Regions from separate parts of the Mus musculus genome. Here regions 2, 3 and 4 are each linked to region 1. The links are chromatin contacts, called in public Hi-C and promoter capture Hi-C maps. All regions are on one chromosome and are shown on one strand. Each heading gives the region's core, a stretch centred on a gene start, on an enhancer-like site or on the middle of the called end of the contact. The rest is flanking DNA. Distances are from core to core; before and after follow the strand shown. Region 1 holds the start of Cln8 (CLN8 transmembrane ER and ERGIC protein). Region 2 overlaps Dlgap2 (DLG associated protein 2). Region 3 holds the start of BB014433 (expressed sequence BB014433). Region 4 holds the start of 5830468F06Rik (a long non-coding RNA gene).

What was found. Hi-C and Micro-C count contacts between places; a contact is called where the count stands out from the background. Capture Hi-C pulls out chosen DNA fragments and counts their contacts.
Region 2: a contact with region 1 is called in a Hi-C map of muscle stem cells, with 1.8 times the contacts expected there. The contact joins the enhancer-like site here to the promoter of Cln8 in region 1. A contact is called at or near these places in 1 of 39 promoter capture datasets (cranial neural crest), 1 of 484 Hi-C or Micro-C datasets (muscle stem cells) and 1 of 9 other capture datasets (pancreatic islet).
Region 3: a contact with region 1 is called in a promoter capture Hi-C map of liver. The contact joins the promoter of BB014433 here to the promoter of Cln8 in region 1. A contact is called at or near these places in 13 of 39 promoter capture datasets (the 3T3-L1 cell line, 3T3-L1-derived adipocytes, cranial neural crest and 8 more), 1 of 15 datasets of contacts at CTCF or cohesin (large pre-B cells), 10 of 484 Hi-C or Micro-C datasets (CD4 T cells, CD8 T cells, embryonic stem cells and 3 more), 6 of 115 datasets of contacts at active chromatin or transcription factors (T-cell acute lymphoblastic leukemia, embryonic limb bud, embryonic stem cells and 2 more) and 4 of 9 other capture datasets (adipose tissue, embryonic stem cells, liver and 1 more).
Region 4: a promoter capture Hi-C map of adipose tissue shows a contact between it and region 1. The contact joins the promoter of 5830468F06Rik here to the promoter of Cln8 in region 1. A contact is called at or near these places in 1 of 39 promoter capture datasets (maxillary cranial neural crest), 7 of 484 Hi-C or Micro-C datasets (B cells, CD4 T cells, CD8 T cells and 3 more), 9 of 115 datasets of contacts at active chromatin or transcription factors (CD8 T cells, effector CD8 T cells, embryonic stem cells and 3 more) and 3 of 9 other capture datasets (adipose tissue, liver and pancreatic islet).

The regions. Positions count from the first base shown.
Region 1 is chr8:14,886,400-14,890,425 of GRCm38.p6, forward strand. It overlaps Cln8 (CLN8 transmembrane ER and ERGIC protein), which reads left to right and starts at 2,137. Exons shown (of 3, transcript NM_012000.3): 1 at 2,137-2,719.
Region 2 is chr8:14,637,142-14,641,167 of GRCm38.p6, forward strand. The region is part of intron 4 of Dlgap2 (DLG associated protein 2); the gene reads left to right. Among named protein-coding and RNA genes, the nearest start is that of C030037F17Rik, 130 kb to the right of the region's middle. Within about 2 kb of position 2,045, at least 53 of the 459 cell types and tissues checked have an H3K27ac peak or open chromatin away from gene starts, as enhancers often do. A contact at or near this core is called in muscle stem cells, where this site is marked.
Region 3 is chr8:15,044,138-15,048,163 of GRCm38.p6, forward strand. BB014433 (expressed sequence BB014433) reads right to left here and starts at 1,941. Exons shown (of 2, transcript NR_037972.1): 1 at 1,830-1,941.
Region 4 is chr8:15,019,638-15,023,663 of GRCm38.p6, forward strand. It overlaps 5830468F06Rik (a long non-coding RNA gene), which reads right to left and starts at 1,960. Exons shown (of 2, transcript XR_003947516.1): 1 at 1-1,960. The region is part of intron 1 of Kbtbd11 (kelch repeat and BTB (POZ) domain containing 11); the gene reads left to right.

The sequences.
Region 1 (4,026 bases), core at 887-3,386:
ATTAAACACATGTGCCACCAGGCCCTGCTTCACCCATCCATTTTTAAGGGCATTTTCTCTGTAAGGTGCAGGTTGATAGCCAGTCTCTCCCTAGAGACAGTGTGCATTACCCTGCACCACAAGACAAAGGCCGGGCACACTGCACACATAGTGGACAGAAGAGAAGAAGAGGAGCTTGCTGTTAACATACCATATGAGTTAGATAGATATAAGAGCCTGTGCCTCCTGGTCCCATGAATACTACTGATCTCTGGGAAATGACTCCGTGCACTGAAGTTTAGGAATCTCTCTCCCTATCTCACCCAGAGACACACCCCTTTGAGAACTCCACCACATTTGAGTCCAAAAGCAAGAATTAGATAGGAGAAATGCCTTCTTTTTTTTCTTGAGATAATATAATTACATCATTTCTCCCCTCCCTTCCTCTCACATATACCACCCCACCCCCACTCCTTCTCTCTTTCAAATACCTGGCAAGAGAATTCTTATTGTCTACCTGCTAATGCCTTGTAAGAAAAAAATAATCTGTTTATTATTTTATTTGTGTGTATTTCTGGGCATGCCACACTGAACATTAATACCCAGGACTCGCATGGTAGAAAGAGATGTCTTCTTGAAGAAACAATGAAATATCGCAATGAGTACATTTTGCTACCAGGAAATGAGGGTTAAATTAACCCCCCCCCCCACCTCCATTAAAGTCATTCCAGTTTGCCTTCTCCAAACGGCCTATGACACAGTAACAGAGGGCAACTGCCTGAGACTAACAGTCGAGGTCATAGTGCCTGGGACAGGCAACTGTAACATCTGGATGGATGAGTGAGCTGTGTGGTGTGGGAACCTGACACAAGAGAGGCTTAAGGAGGGCTTAGAGGAGACATCCAGCCAGGCTGGCCAGATGGAAACAGTGCCTGGGGTGCAAACTTGCAGGTGATGATGCAGGAACTGCGGTCAGATAGGAAAGGTGTGTTTGTAAACAGTCTAACCCAGGCTGACCTTAAAATCAACTCCTTCCCTGAAGATGACCTTTAACCCCTGACCTTCCTATCTCCACCTGGCCAAAGGTCAGTATTACTAAACGCTGTTTACACACCCAGATCTCTCTTGTTATTTTGACACAGGGTTTCAAGCAGCTTAGGGTGGTCTTGAAACTATGTTATTGCTCATACCAGCCAAGTGGAAAAACTAAGGTGCCAACCATGGACTCTGGGGTGCACCAAATATTGATGAAACCTCAGGAAAATAACAGAACTTGAACGTCGGTGTAAAATCTTTGCTGTAAAGGGACCCTTATCACAAGTCACAGGGGCACAGGGCTGAAGTCACAGCTCATTAGCCATTCTATCCATCTTGTGTGATGTTTCTCAAAGGTATTTCTGCAGGTGGCCTGGTTAACTATGTTGCAATTCCTGGGTGTTCAGAGACAATATCAGAACCAGGAGGGTGGGTATGTACAGGACGCTATTCCTTCTAGTCTTTTAAACCAGCTATCTTGTTAATTATCAAGATATGGTATGATAAAGGGCTCTAGGGAGGACTCTGTTATGTGGCCACCTGTCTGCAATCCAGGGTAGGGTGGGCAATTGCCCTGTCTAGATAAGGGCCAGGCAATTGCAAGCACCTGACTAGCAGACATTGCACAAGGAGTGCTGAGGCCAGACGTGAATCCCGAGCCAGGTTGGTTTTCCTGCTATGCTAGGTAGATGAGGGTACTAAGTGCTGATTATCTGCTCAGAGAGAGGGGACTGATTCCGCACCTCTCACCGCTACCCTACCAGCCCCGCTTGGTTAGTAGGTACATGGAATGGGTCGGGAGGTCTTTGCTCTTCTCATAATGCTGGCTCTGAATTAGCTTCGGCTCTTAGCAGGAGCACAGGGTAGCTCTGCACACGCCTCACAGCCACCTTTTCCTAAGGGACCGTAAGCCCGAACTGTACTTGTGCAGACAGGAGCTGGTTACCACCGCCTGGAAGACAATGCTGCTGTAGCAAGGGACACAGTGCGGTCCATTTTGTCGGCCTGAGCAAGTTTTTCGACTCCATGCAGTCGCCTGGAGCTCTGGCAGCACCAACCAGGAGACGCGTGCGCTTGCGTTTCACCTCTGCGCTCTGACGTCAGAGGCCTTAGGGACTTAGGAAAGAGGGAAGGGACAGGGAGTGAAGGGGTGTACGTAGGAGGGTCTTGGGGGACGGTCCACACAGAGGATCGTGGAAGGTCAGTTGGGGTGGGGGTTGAGGAATTCCTCCACTGATCCCTCCGTACCACTCTTAAGGTCCCAGCACCAACTTGAGCTACGATAGTCAAATCTAGCATAGCGCGCTGCGAACTGTGTAGCCTGCTCCAGGCACCCCCATGGCGCTGGATGGGATGATCCTACCCCAACTCGTGCCCCCCGAGTCTACCTTGGTAGCGTCCTAGGGAGGCGAGGCTTAGGGCTTCAGCAGTGCGCGTGCGCAGTGGATAGTGTTTGCTCAGCGCGCGACACTGTCGTGGGTGATTTCTCCGGTGCTAGGGGCGGGATGGCCTGAAAGCGGGGTGCCCAGCTGAGGCGGGGACACAGATGGGCGTGGGGCCCTAGTCTCCAGTGCCACTCAGCGACCGGTATTCTATCTGGCTCCGGTCACGAGGTGTGTCTACGGCTCAGGAGCTCCTGGGACAGCGAGTCTAAGCAGCTGATGGACCAAGAGGCGGCGCCCCCCTTCTGCTCACCTGAATGCAGGTGAGACGTGAAGGGCACCCTGTATACACCTGCCTGCAGCAGCGCAGTCTTTGCTTGGCCACCCGAGGAGGAAGCATTCCATTTGGTGTATAGGTCCTGGGCCACCGTGGGCGCGGGTGGACGATTCAGACTGGGTCCGACTGGATAGGTCGACCTGGGTCGCAAGAGAACTTGGGGCAGCAAAGTGATGGACCACGGTCGCTGGGCTAGGTCTGTACAGTGCTAGGGGATGAGGAACTTGAGTGTGGATCATCATGGGACCAGAGGGTGAAAGGCGATGTTGGTCAGATCTCCGCGAGGTAGGACTGGGTGGTGTCAGCACTTAGTGAAGGGGAGCGGGAATAGGAAGGACCCCTAGCTCTCAGCACACCGTGGGAGGTCCTGGGGCTAGGGTGCTGCTGCCTTAGAAAAGGGTGCCTAAGCCCTTTTAGAAGGCTTTCAGAGTCGTCGGAATGACAGAGTAGGTGGCTGCTCCTAAGTACTGTTTGAATTCATGTCGGTATCGATATTTGTTTTCTGACCGTGTTTATGTATGAAATCTGTAGCTATACACTGGACTTGTTCCCGTGTTTTGTATTTTTTTATTTAAACTTTTCTCTAGGAAGAGTGGGAAAGGCTATGATTAAGGAAACCTCAGATATTCTGAAAATATGAGATTCCACTACACCCACCCAAGCTCTGGTAGACCCGCCCTAGCCTCTAGGTGCTAGTTGTTATGGAAACAAAGCTCCTAGACCTTGAAAGCTCTCCCTGTGCTATTCAGGACCGAATCTCTTCGGATAGTGAGAATCTGGAGAATCCGGCTAGGATAGTTAGTGGATAGGTAAATAAGTCCCAGTAGTGTTTCTCTTAGGCCACTGAGAACCACGTGGGACAGGATTAGTGAGGGGCATGCCCGATGTGCTGCAAAAGGCAAAGGCAGAGTAAACAGCTGCCGTGTGTTTATTCCTTTCTGTTAATAAAAAGGAAACGTTTTATCTAGAGAAAGACTGACTCAGCATGTGCCCCCAAACCCGTGGTATTGCTTAGGGCTCTCTCGGAGGAGAACGGGTTTCAGTTCTCTATTTCCAGGCTTATACGTTTTCTTTTCAGCTTTGTTAAGCATACATGTCTTTTGGCACTGGGAAAATACTTTGGCCAGCTGCCTGTGTGTGATTTCTGAAAGTGTTAGGAGAATCCTCGTGCCTACAGTCCATCTATTGCTCTATGATATGTCAAGGAAGGGTATCAGCCAGTGTGGGAGGGTACCTGCCTTGAGTAACCAGAGAGTGCCGAGCTAAGATGTGAGAGTCAGCATGCTAGTCACG
Region 2 (4,026 bases), core at 795-3,294, 250 kb before region 1:
TGCCCACTTACACTGAGGACAGAGGAAGGGTTTCGACCTGGGCATGACTGTGAACTCCAAGATGTTAAGCCAAAGTAGCTAGCTTCATTACCTTAATACAGTTTATAGCTCCTGGGAAGGAAAATGTCAGTCATCAGCCTTTCGTAACCATCAGATCTCCTGCCCAACATATCACTAGAATCACTGTGTTCATGCATTGATTCATTTCTAGAACTCCTTTAAAGACTAAACCTCACTATCTTTACATTTTTATTATTATTATTATTTTAGTAGTAGGGTACGGATATATTTCTGTTGATTCCCCATGATTATTGATGGGATGCTGACAGATAGAAACAGCTCTCAGCATCCAAGTGGGTAGGTTCAGTCCCCTTGCTGGGCATGGATCAACACTCCTCCCCCAGTAGTGGGGAACCAAGAAAAGAAGCAGGGGGTATGGGTGATTTTTCTACCATTGAGGCTCAGGCTTTCTCCACGAAAGCTGTCTCCAAGGGCAAAGGTGATGAACCCTCAGACTATGAGTTGTTAGTGACCTATTTCCTATTTGTGGTCACCTGACACATTGGCAGGTTTACAGTGAGGCCTTGGTCTCATATATATGTATATGATGTATATGTATATTTGTGTATGTATGTGTATGTATACACATACATATACATACACATACATACACACATACACATACATATGCATATACATATATACATATATGAGATACATATAACTAAGAAGGCCAGGCAAACATTTGCTTCTCTCCATACTATATGTTATATAATGTAATCACCTGTTTCAGTTGTTCTTTATGTGTGTGGTGACTCCATCTACAAAATATGACCGCCATTACATCCATCCCATAAGCTCTTTGATGCTTGTCAGCAACCCCGATCCCACAGCCTTCAGACAGGCTAGTCACCGCACAGAGATCAGGAGGACTTGAACCTGGTATTCTGAACCTGCAGTACAGTTTCCGCACACACCCTTGTGACAGGCACAGATGTCTGTCCCCACCCATCCCCCCTTGGCGAAGACATTTGTGAAGATCAGCTGTGAAACGAAGACTGCCACACATAACATTCTTCACGGATTTGTTTTGCTTTCTCCACAAAAGCGGCTGCCAAATTTAGCCTGAGAAATGGCCTCTGCGTTCCAGAGCTGCTCCAAGCTTCAGATAAACACGCAGACAGGCTGCACACATTGAATTCAAGGGGTTAGAGGCCATAGATGAGCCCTGTTGAGGAGACGGGCCTTGTCTAAACATTTGTTTTTAATTGCCCCGTGAAGATCCGGGGGACATATTCTTTTAAAACTGCTGTCTGAGGGACAAAAGAGATGAGAGGCGAGTGAAAGATGTTGAAGTTATTAAACCTTATCTTCTTTTTATATTTCTAAATTCAGGACTGTTTATTAATGGGGAAAAAAGTACATGTTTTAAGGCATCATATTGAAAGTACTTGTACCACGCTGCTCTCTTCTGTATGCATCATATTGGCAATGTTGTGATTTGGGGGAACAAAAGAACGGGGCAGCCGTGGCCCATTCACCCCACTGCCTGTTGCCTGCAGATACTTGGAATTCCCTCTGTGCTCTGAGATCTGATTCAGAGTAGTGGGCTATCATAACCCAGTGCTGGGACCTGGGAATCTGGATCATGAGGTGTGACTTGACTGTGCCAAGGACATGAAACTAGCCCATGAATACTCAGATTCCTATGTCAAGGGTTGTGTGTCCTTCTGTATAGACAGCACCCTATGATCCAACCAGGTTTCACCCCCCTACAGACTTTCAACAGCAATTGTCCGAGCTCTCAGAAGCAGGCAAGGGGGGACAGACAGACCGTGAAGTAAATTCCAATTCCCTGCTCTCTTGTTCCATAAGATCTAATGACTTTAGGCTCTAAACTCTCAAAAGATTTCCTTGGATATAAGCCCCCAATCACTCTGCCTGTTTTAGATCTCTTGAGAGGGTTCCTGTGCAGTTTTCACTGTGAGGCAGGGCCAGCCACGGGCTGCACATGACTCTGGCGGAGAGTAAACAAGTGTGTTCGCTGGCTCCCCAGGGTCTCACTGCACAGACAGCTGGCCAGGGCCTGGTACTACAGCACATTTCAAAGAATACTTTGTAGAAGGACTCTGGAACCAGCCCATAAGTCTACGTTAGAAAGACGTGGATGACACTGTCAGCCAGTCACACTTGATGGCCTGTGAGCCCTGGGTGTCACCCAGCTAGCCCACACGCTTAGTGCAGAGTTGTCATCAACTCAGCAGAACTCCTGACCTCTGGACACTGCAAGCGGCAGACTGGGCAGTCTGGCCTTCTTCAAACATACATCCAGGCGAGATGCTCAGAACTGTATCACAGGCAGAGGAGAACCCAAACTGGATTTCTGTGCTGGGAGATGAAGCCACTTGGGCAGCAGGTAGAGCAGGCCTGTGTGCTGCCCTGCTTCTCACCAGGAGAGTGTAAGCTGGGACTGACTTGGGGCTCCCAGGAACCCTAGACCTATCAGAAACAGGGAATGATTCTGCCCTGAGAGCCACACGCTCAAACCCTATACGCAAATATGGGGTTTTCTTCAGAGAAGAAAAGCAGAGTGGGAAACTTACCAAGCCCTGGTTTGTTTGTTTTTTTCCAAACCATTTCTTGCAGGTCATTGAAGAAACAGTGCCCAGTTGGGTCTGCGCTCGGACATTGGGGTAAAGCTTGGGAGAGTTAAGATGGGGCTATTTGCTGGGATGAAACTGTCCACAGCTCGGCTGGGCCATCTTCTTACTCAGGCTGACCCTAATTAAACATGGAGCAGACAGACTGGCTCCCAAGAAGATTTGCTATGTGTCCCCAGCAGCCATAGACTATGGAGAGGACCCTTGTATTGGGGCTGAGTGATGGAGACACTCAAGGAATACCTGAGTTAGAGTCATGGGTAGGACACACACAGTCAGACCGGGTTCTCACCACCTGCAGAGCCAGCTCTCTTCAGGGGTGGGGGCTTGTAACCCTTCTGCATAACAGTCACACAGCCTTGAAAAGCTACAAAAGAATGTGAGGCATCTGGACAGACAAAGGCATTCTGTAAACATGGCGTACCTCCACACACCTCCTTCCCCCTTGTCTTAGTCAGGTTTCTATTCCTGCACAAACATCATGACCAGGAAGCAAGTTGGGGAGGAAAGGATTTATTCAGCTTACACTTCCACACCTTGGTTCATCACCAAAGGAAGTCAGGACTGGAACTCAAGCAGGTCAGGAAGCCGGAGCTGATGCAGAGGTTATGGAGAGATGTTACTTACTGGCTTGCTTCCCCTGGCTTGCTCAGCTTGCTTTCTTATAGAACCCAAGACTGCCAGCCCAGGGATGGCACCACCCACAATGGGCCCTCCCACACTGATCACTAATTGAGAAAATGCCTTACAGTTGGATCTCATGGAGGCATTTCCTCAACTGAAGCTCCTTTCTCTGTGATAACTCCAGCTTGTGTCACGTTGACACACAAAACCAGCCAGTACACCCCTCCACTTTCCCGGTATCTTCTTCCTTTTTCTCCCCTCTACCTCATAAGCCTGCACCAGTAGATCTCAACAGCATCTGTTCCTAGCTCAGGGGCATTGACTCCCAGTATTTCTTATCTTCATACATACACAAAATACTCTCCCTAAAACTGCAGCTTTGTCGACGTTGAAGGAGGCACCCTCATCTGTGACCACTCTGGGACCCTTGGGCATTTGGGCATGGAGCCCTGCCTGTGCCCTTTAACCCACACTGGCCTTCTTTCATCTCTTATTCATTGCAGAAGCATTGCTGGGTCATCCTCTTTAGGTTTAAACCTCATGTTTTCCACAGTAGCTTTGTGGCTTAAGCTACTGCTGTGCGCTGCGGTGAAGCAGAGATGACTTTGCCCCTGTGACACATGTGGCTTAGTCAAAGCAGCAAGGCGCCAGGAGCTGGGCAACCTCTAAAACGGCCATCTTTAGAACTGATCATCGCTAACAATGAGAAGCAGAACCCACACTGCTCCAGAGCGTTAGACTC
Region 3 (4,026 bases), core at 691-3,190, 160 kb after region 1:
ATACCAGATGTGGGACCCCTGCGATGGTTCCCACTCACAACTCCTTCCATACCAGATGTGGGACCCCTGTGATGGTTCCCACTCACAACTCCTTCCATACCAGATGTAGGACCCCTGCGATGGTTCCCACTCACAACTCCTTCCATACCCGATGTGGGACCCCTGCGATGGTTCCCACTCACAATTCCTTCCATACCAGATGTGGGACCCCTGCGATGGTTCCCACTCACAACTCCTTCCATACCAGATGTGGGACCCCTGCGATGGTTCCCATTCACAGCTCCCTTCTCTCCCAGTTCCCCGTGTGTGCTTACAGATGAGTTTTCAAATATAAGAATATCTTATGCAAAGGCATCATTTGACATCTATCACATCTACTAAGCATAAAACTGTAAGTTATTGTAACCAAATGGAGTCACTCATCTATTTAATAACTGTTTATTAATAGATATAACAAGGAGGTTATATATAATATATGATATATGAGATAATATAACATATAACATAGAATATATAATATAATTGATATAATATATAACATAGTATAACATATAATATATAATATATCTTTGATACTCGACTGGTGATCAGATCACAGGAAACCTCAAGTGGCAGAGGCAAGCGGTGAAGCAGGCACCATCACAGGCAAGTTCCTATATTAACTCAGCCTTCAGAAGGTTTATGTCACATGCCCAGCATGCTACCTGGCTCCTATGTGCCCTATCTATAAACCAGAGCATGCCCAGAAATACATCTACATCTTTCTTTCTGAATGATAACCTTAAATTGAGCATGCGCAGGAGTTCAACTCAGCATTAACTAAGCACGTTCAGGATGGGGCCCCCTCTCCACTGCATAGGTGTTGTTGGCTTGCCGAACAGCTCCAGGCACTTCCCCAGAGGAAGGCATTGGATGCTTTGGAAATGGTTGCCTGCCCTTCCCTTCCTGCTGCAGGTAATATATCTTTCTACTTCATTTCATGCTGGCATTTGCTTTGACTTTGTATTCACCAAGATGTAGAACCATTGCATTGGCTACAGAACCAGAATTTTGTCCAGAAAACCCTTTCAGGATGTTTATCCCCAAATGGCCCACTCAGCCTTGGGTGGCATTTCCCTTGATAGTCTGTGACCAAGGAAGATGGTTTCAAGATGCTAGACATAATTCATTTTGTTTATAGAAATTATCCCTTGCCCACAATCATGACTTTCTGGGGTATACCTGTTCCCACAATAGCCCATTCAGCTCTCAATATCAATGTCCTGAAGACTGTCTGTCTGTCTGAATGTCTCTGATTATTATTTAGGTCAAGAGCATCAAGTATGTTATCCTTGCCACTGGTGTATCTGTGCACCCTTTCCTTACGAGGACTCTGTCTGCAAACAGCAACCCATCCTGTCCTACACAGTACAGGGCCTAGGTGCATAAGAATACAGGAAAAGCCAAGGGAGTTGTTCACACCTTGGTCCAGTGAAGAGACATGTCTGTGGGTATCCTGGAGGCTAAACTTGGTAGACTTGGGTTTCCAGGAGCTGCAGGTGAGGGTGCTGCTGGTTCTGTGTGGGTCAGTTTCCACATCTGCAGTAATGGGAAGTTCTTTACCATCTTTAGAATCACTTTGTCTTTCTGGGTTTATACGAGACCCATGGCAGAGAGATGAGTAGATTTTACGAGCATGTCACATGAGCGGTGACATGATAAAAATGTATTCGTATTTAAGTAGCGCTAACAGGTATGGGTCAACTACTTCAGCACAGAATTCTGCTTCTGGGAAAGTCTAGAGACAGTGGGTTTCTTTGGTTGTTTCTTACCAGCAGGCTTGAGCTCACCCTCAATTTGTAGTTCATGGTGTTCTTAGCATGGCTCCGCAGAGGGCTGTGCCAACAGATCTTGGCTCCGTAGAGGGGTGCGTCAACAGGGCACGGGAATGTTGGGTTCAACAAAGAAGTCATCGCCCAGAACCTTCCTTCTATTAGAACCTGGAATTTATGTTTGTTCCCAGGGTCAGCACTGCATTCTTTCCCCATGGTTTCCAAGGCTTCGGAAGCCTTTGTTCCCACGTCTAGGTTCACGTAGAGCAAGGCTGTTCCATCTCGAAAGCCCCGTTGGCTTCTCACTGTCTCTCAGTGTCCTTGGGTGGACCTCCACAGCTCACGTGACTCCACACCCCACAGCTTCCTGACTCTGAAGTCCTGTCATGGGACAAACTCACATCAGATGCAGGGTGCTGAATGGGTTTTAAAGTGTGTATGGAGTCCTCCCTCTCCCGCAGATATCAGAGTGGTCATAGTACAAGTCTGGGCTCTTATCATCATAAAGGATACTTTATATGACAGGGCTAGGGACATCTCAGATTGAAGCGACTTTGGGACCCATTTGGGAGTGACAATCCAGGCCTGGGTGTTTGTAGATCATCTCTTACTGTAACAGGCCCCCAGAGCTTAGTACATCCTAAGACCTTAGGACATCTGATGTCATGTTAGAGACATTATCGTGACCTTAAAACTGGGTATGTAGGCCCCAATGCCTGCCAGAATGGGTACTAAGACCAAATCCACCAAAAACCTATGCCAGCCCATAGTACAGGACCTGGGAAAGTTCCTAAATATACCAACCTTGCTTTTTGGCATCTGTTGTTGTCTTCTTGCTAACCAAAGCTTGACAACCAGGATGTAATTTTTGTGCACGCTGACAAAGAACTGTAGGGCTCAGGGCTCCACGGTTTAGGTCTACTGGCCAGTGAAGAATTTCTATTGGCTTGAAGGGACCCTGTGTTCTTTGGAGGAGTTACCTCCTAATACTTAGCCTACACTCCCTATACCACCCTACATTCTTTGTGCCAGAAGAAAACAAGCTACTCATAATTAAAACCTCCTCTGCAGCTGGGATTAGCAAGTAGACAAACTAGGCAGCTCTCAACAGGAAAAATAAAAGGTTTCTAAGGTTTTTCTTGGTCTTGTTTGTACAGTCCTCTAAAAATCATAGAAACAGTGCTGCCTATCATGCCCCAGGATGTGTCAGACACAATTACTGTGACTTGCCAGCCCCGGGGTCAGGAGTAATGGAACTTTATTCCACATTAAAAAGGATTATGGGTAACAACACTCAAGTTCCAGACTTTTCTTTTTTTCTTTCTTTTGCACACTATTGTTGAGCTCTTCTTGAAAAGAGCTCACAGCCAGGAGAGTGCCCAGGGAAGAAAAGATTTCTGGTGGCTGGTGTGCCCTCTTGTGAACAAAGGTGATACTGCAGTAGTGGCCATTAAGAGGGAAGAGGGAGAGAAGGGCTCTTTGGGCTGTGCTAGGATCATTCATGATTTTTTGAAAATAATTTGCTCAATTGCTCGAAGTTAGTGAGTATGTCAGATCCTTGCTGGTGAGTGAAAACACTTGACAAAGCCCTAAGGGAGGGAGGGCTTGCTTGGGAGGATACACAGCTACAATTCGAGAGGATACATAGTTCTTAGTGGAGGGGAGGTTTGCATCAGCAGTAAGAAAACAGAGGGAGATGGCCGCTGTTGACCAGCCTGCTTTCTCCTCTTTATGCAGTCTGGAACCCCAGTCCATGGAATAGCACTCCCATATTTGTAGTGGGACACCCTACCTCAACTGAACCTTCCTGAAACACACACACAGAGACCTATCCAGAGGCATGCTTCTTAGTTGGCTCTCTACCAATCAATCTGACACGGTGAGCCACGGGTGTAAGGTTAGACACACATTCTTGGGTGTTTCTGCTGTGTAGGTCAACTGGTTGTGGTCAGGGTGGCAGATGTCTGGATCTCTGGGCATGCACTGGTTATTAACAGTCGATCTTTTTAGTCTCAGAGCGGCTCTGTTGTAGATGACCAACCCCCTAATTATGACTGATTCGGGGGCATGCGGGAGAGGAAGACCTGAGAAATCACTCATCTTTCCACTTCATACTCACCCGTTCTTTGGTGAGAAAGTTGTACCTGCATGTCATCCAGGGTCACCGATCTGGGAGGTGAGTGTCTGGCCACAATGCATCATGGGATGTCAACCC
Region 4 (4,026 bases), core at 710-3,209, 130 kb after region 1:
TGCTGGCTCCGTTTGTCTCCTCCTGATACAGTTCGTGGGGCTGAGGACTAACCAGTGTCTTGCCCCATTCTGGTGTTCCTTCCTGTTGTGCAGGGCACATGGCAGGTGCTCAGGTGCATCCATGAATCCTGACCAATAAGTGTTTTCCAGTGCTGAAGTCAGTCAGAACCTGAGGAGATGGTTGGAAAAGCTGCAGGTTCATCGGCCCAGCTGGTCTTTATGACACTATGACTGGCAAAACATTCAGTTTTGGTTTTGGGGTCACAGAAGAGGTGACAATCAGGCTGACCGACCCAGACATTGCCAGGGATTGGATGTCACAGCTATAAATGTGAGGCAGACTTACAGTCCGTGCCCCTTTCCCCCAGGTCTTAGTGATTCTGGGTGTTTGTGCTCTGTATTTCTCCAGCTTTCTTTGAGTCACCAAGAAGGGCAAACACTTAGGATTTCAGGATATTCTGTAAGGAACACAAGACCTAGGACGTCATGATAGAACCTGACTTCCAGGTCAGGTGATGCTCTCAGAGAATATGAAATTTCTCTGAAATAACTCAGTGTCATGAGTTAGCTCACATGGGCTTGGTAACTAAGGACTAGGAATGCCAGCTGCCTCAGCTGTCCTCGCCAAGGCCACCCGCAGACTGGGCAGGGACAGTTGCGGAGCACTGCTGGGCTTTGTCCGATCCTTTGAGACCATGCACCTAATACCTCTGAGCACAGGACGTTTCCTGTCTGAAGACTGTGGTAGCTAGCTGTTCTGCTAGTCCCCTGCGAGCTTGTGTTGGTGGCCACGGCTGTGGGAGCATACCTGATGGGTGCTGGTGGTATGCAGCGCCCAGACCTCAGATGCCTGCAAACCAGATAAAGCAGGTTTGGGACCAGGCCCAGTCTAGTGTTCTCTCTCTCTCTCTCTCTCTCTCTCTCTCTCTCTCTCTCTCTCTCTCTCTCTCTCTCTTTCCATTTCTTAGATCATTTTACTTGCATGTTACACACACACATACACACACACACACACACCCCAACCAGGGAAAGTTTCCCCTTAGTCCCAGCTTAAAGCCTACTGGGGAAAAATGCTTTCTTTGGTGCCGCCCTAAGCCTACCATCAAGTCTCTCATGACCTCAAGGTCTACGCTGAGCTTGCCATAACGTGGTAGCAAACATAGTTCTGTGACTAGCATTCCATCGGGGCCAAAGGGACAATAAAAGGTCAGAATGTACTAGACTCAGTGCTTCTATTCTAGAGCTGAGATAACCAGTCGGGATGTCAACTTCCTGGAGTCCCAGCTCACAAGGGACAAGTGTGCAAGGCTTGTGCAACAGCAGCAGGGGCACCTTAGACACACTCAGGCTGCACCGTGTCAGCCAGCTCTAGCTCGTGAGCCCAGAGGCACCTGTAGATCCTGAGTTGTCTGTCCACAGCGATTTGACTTTGGGCGTGGATGGCTTTAAAGCCATCTCCCCTGTGAAAAGTGCTCTCTCAGCATCACACTTTCTCAGAGAATGCTGACATCCTTGGAGTTCAGCTGCACCCGTGAGCTTCTGAGAACTCCAACCTTGGCACTGGCCAGTGAGTCAGAGAGCTGGAGAAGAGCCCCTACCCCAATCACCAGCCTCCTTGCTTGTACAGTGGGAGTTGAGATTCCTGTTTCTTGGGTTTGGGGTGTTTGGCATTGTCCCTGCATACAGTTCTCTTCATATCAGTTGTTCTGCATGTCAGTGGCTCTTCAGTGACTGTGGCCAGGCAGGGGGATAAAAGGGGAGTGGAGAAACCTATGAGAGCTCAGATGGTGGCGTTAGAACAGTTAGGGATGAGCGTTTGGGAGAGGAATTTAAATATTGTGCTTTAAAAACAAACAAACAAACAAACAAACAAAAAACCAAAAAAAAAAAAAAAAAAACTTCACAAAGCTACGACCAAGCTTCACTGTCCTAGTTTTGATACATCTGAGACTTTCAAGATACGGCTTTTATGCTCTAAAATCTGCAAATGGTATCATTACAAAAAAGCAAAGAGGTTTATTTCTTTGAATATGGAAACACGTTGGGTGTGATAGCATACACCTGTAAATCCCAGCACTAGGGAAGCAAGAAGGTCTCTAGCTTGAGGCCAGGCATGGCTGAGTGGTAGGGTAAAGTTCAGCATGGGCTGTAGAGTACAATTCTGTCTCAGGGGAGGAAAAAAAAAAAGGAGGGTTCAGTGTAGTTATTATCCACAAGAGGCTGAGGTCTGCTTCACCAGCAAACAGTACGGTCACCAACTCTGTGAGAGGCCTGTCATCTCTCACATACATCATAGGGTATGTTGTGCGTTGTATGCTTCGGGACATTTTTATATGGGTGCTTTATGATCTATTTTTTCATATCCCTCGTTAATGAAAGGTCTCAGGTTTCAGGGTCCTGGGGTGGTGGGGGTGGGGGCACTGAATGGCTTGTCCTTTCAAGCAAGAGATTTATTAGCTATTAATGTCGTAGACATACAGTATGGCAGGGCGTATAAAAAGTTCAGACCTGTGTGTCTAACAAGGGGCCCCTCAGAGGTTTCAGAGTGCGTGAGGGTCCTATGCCACGTAGCTGATGAGCAGCTTACAGGACACCCTTGTTGTCGAGTTGACTCCTGATTGCTCTGTCCATCGGAAAGTCAGGATTATAGGTTCAAGGAAAGTCAGAGTGTGGTGCCTGTCATTCGTTGTAGGAACTGTGAGGAAAAACAGGGGATGATGGTGATGGGCTGCTGGATCTGAACGTGGCCTCTGTAACTCTACCCACACACAACAGTTAACATGAACTCAGCTCCTTGCTGGGGTAGACAGATTACAGTGATCTTCCTCTTTCTGAGTGTCACGTCTTCATGAGTGAGATGAAGATGCATAGCATCAGTACCACGCGAGCGTCAAATAATCCTACATCGGCATCCTCTGGCTGTTGTACCTGAGGCCAGCTGTGGTTGGCCCAGGTACCGTGGAACATGGGCTTTTAAGAATTTTGGCTCACAGGAGAATGGAGGTTGCTAAACAAAGCTGCCTGCCCTGATATAACACACCTCACATCGTTGCATGGAGCACCATCTTGCACTTGTGGACACACACTATCGATCTCAAGAGCTGCTGCAAGGGGGAAGGCTCTGGTGGGTGCTGGTGGGTAGAGGGGAAAATGTGTAGAGAGTGGAAAGATACTGTCCTGCGTCTTCTGGCCCAAGGAGCCAGGTTGCATTTATTGGCTCTTGACTATGGAGCACCAGGTGTGGGGAGCAAAGATACTTTCCTCAGGGAGCTTGTGGTCTTATAGGTGTGGGGGACATAGTCGTGATGTGGGAGAGACAGAGGGGAGGTTGGTCTTTACATGATATCATTGAAGTTTGCTTCAGGTTTGTAAGCCCATCAACAAACTTATAGTGGGTTGGCTGTAATAAGCTGAAAGGATTTTTTTTTTAAATAACTGGAATTCTAGTGAAGCATGGCATTTAATTTGGAATAAACTGATGCCCACATTAAACATATAGCCCAGTGTCCACATTGGGAAGTCACACACTATCCGATGCTTTGGATTCATATAAATGGTAAATAAATGAACAAACAGAAACTTAGAGTTGTTTACACACTTTTAAGGTCTAAAAGGTCATACTCTCACAGAGAAAATGTCGTGCAAATTGTATATAATTAAGTCTTGCTGTCGTGCATGTTTTCCTGACTAGGTAAGGAGGCTTTCTTTACCACCCGTTCCCCTCCCCAAGCTTCTGCAAGGTCCTGCCTGTTCAAGCTGCCTCACTGAGAAGAGTCTGTCCTAAGGTCAAGAGCAGGCTTCCAGGGCTTCAGTTACTGCAGCAGAATTGTGAGAGCACTCTGCTGGACACTCCAAGGAATTCCTCAGCCCAGAGCCAACCACAAAGCAGGGAAATTTCCACTTTCAAACCTCCGTCTGGTTTAGAATTTCATGGGAATGGTCTGAGTCTTTCTCTTTATTCTGTTTGCTTAAACTTTCACAAGTTCTTAAGGCTGGGATAGCTTACAGTTAACACTCTGATATCAA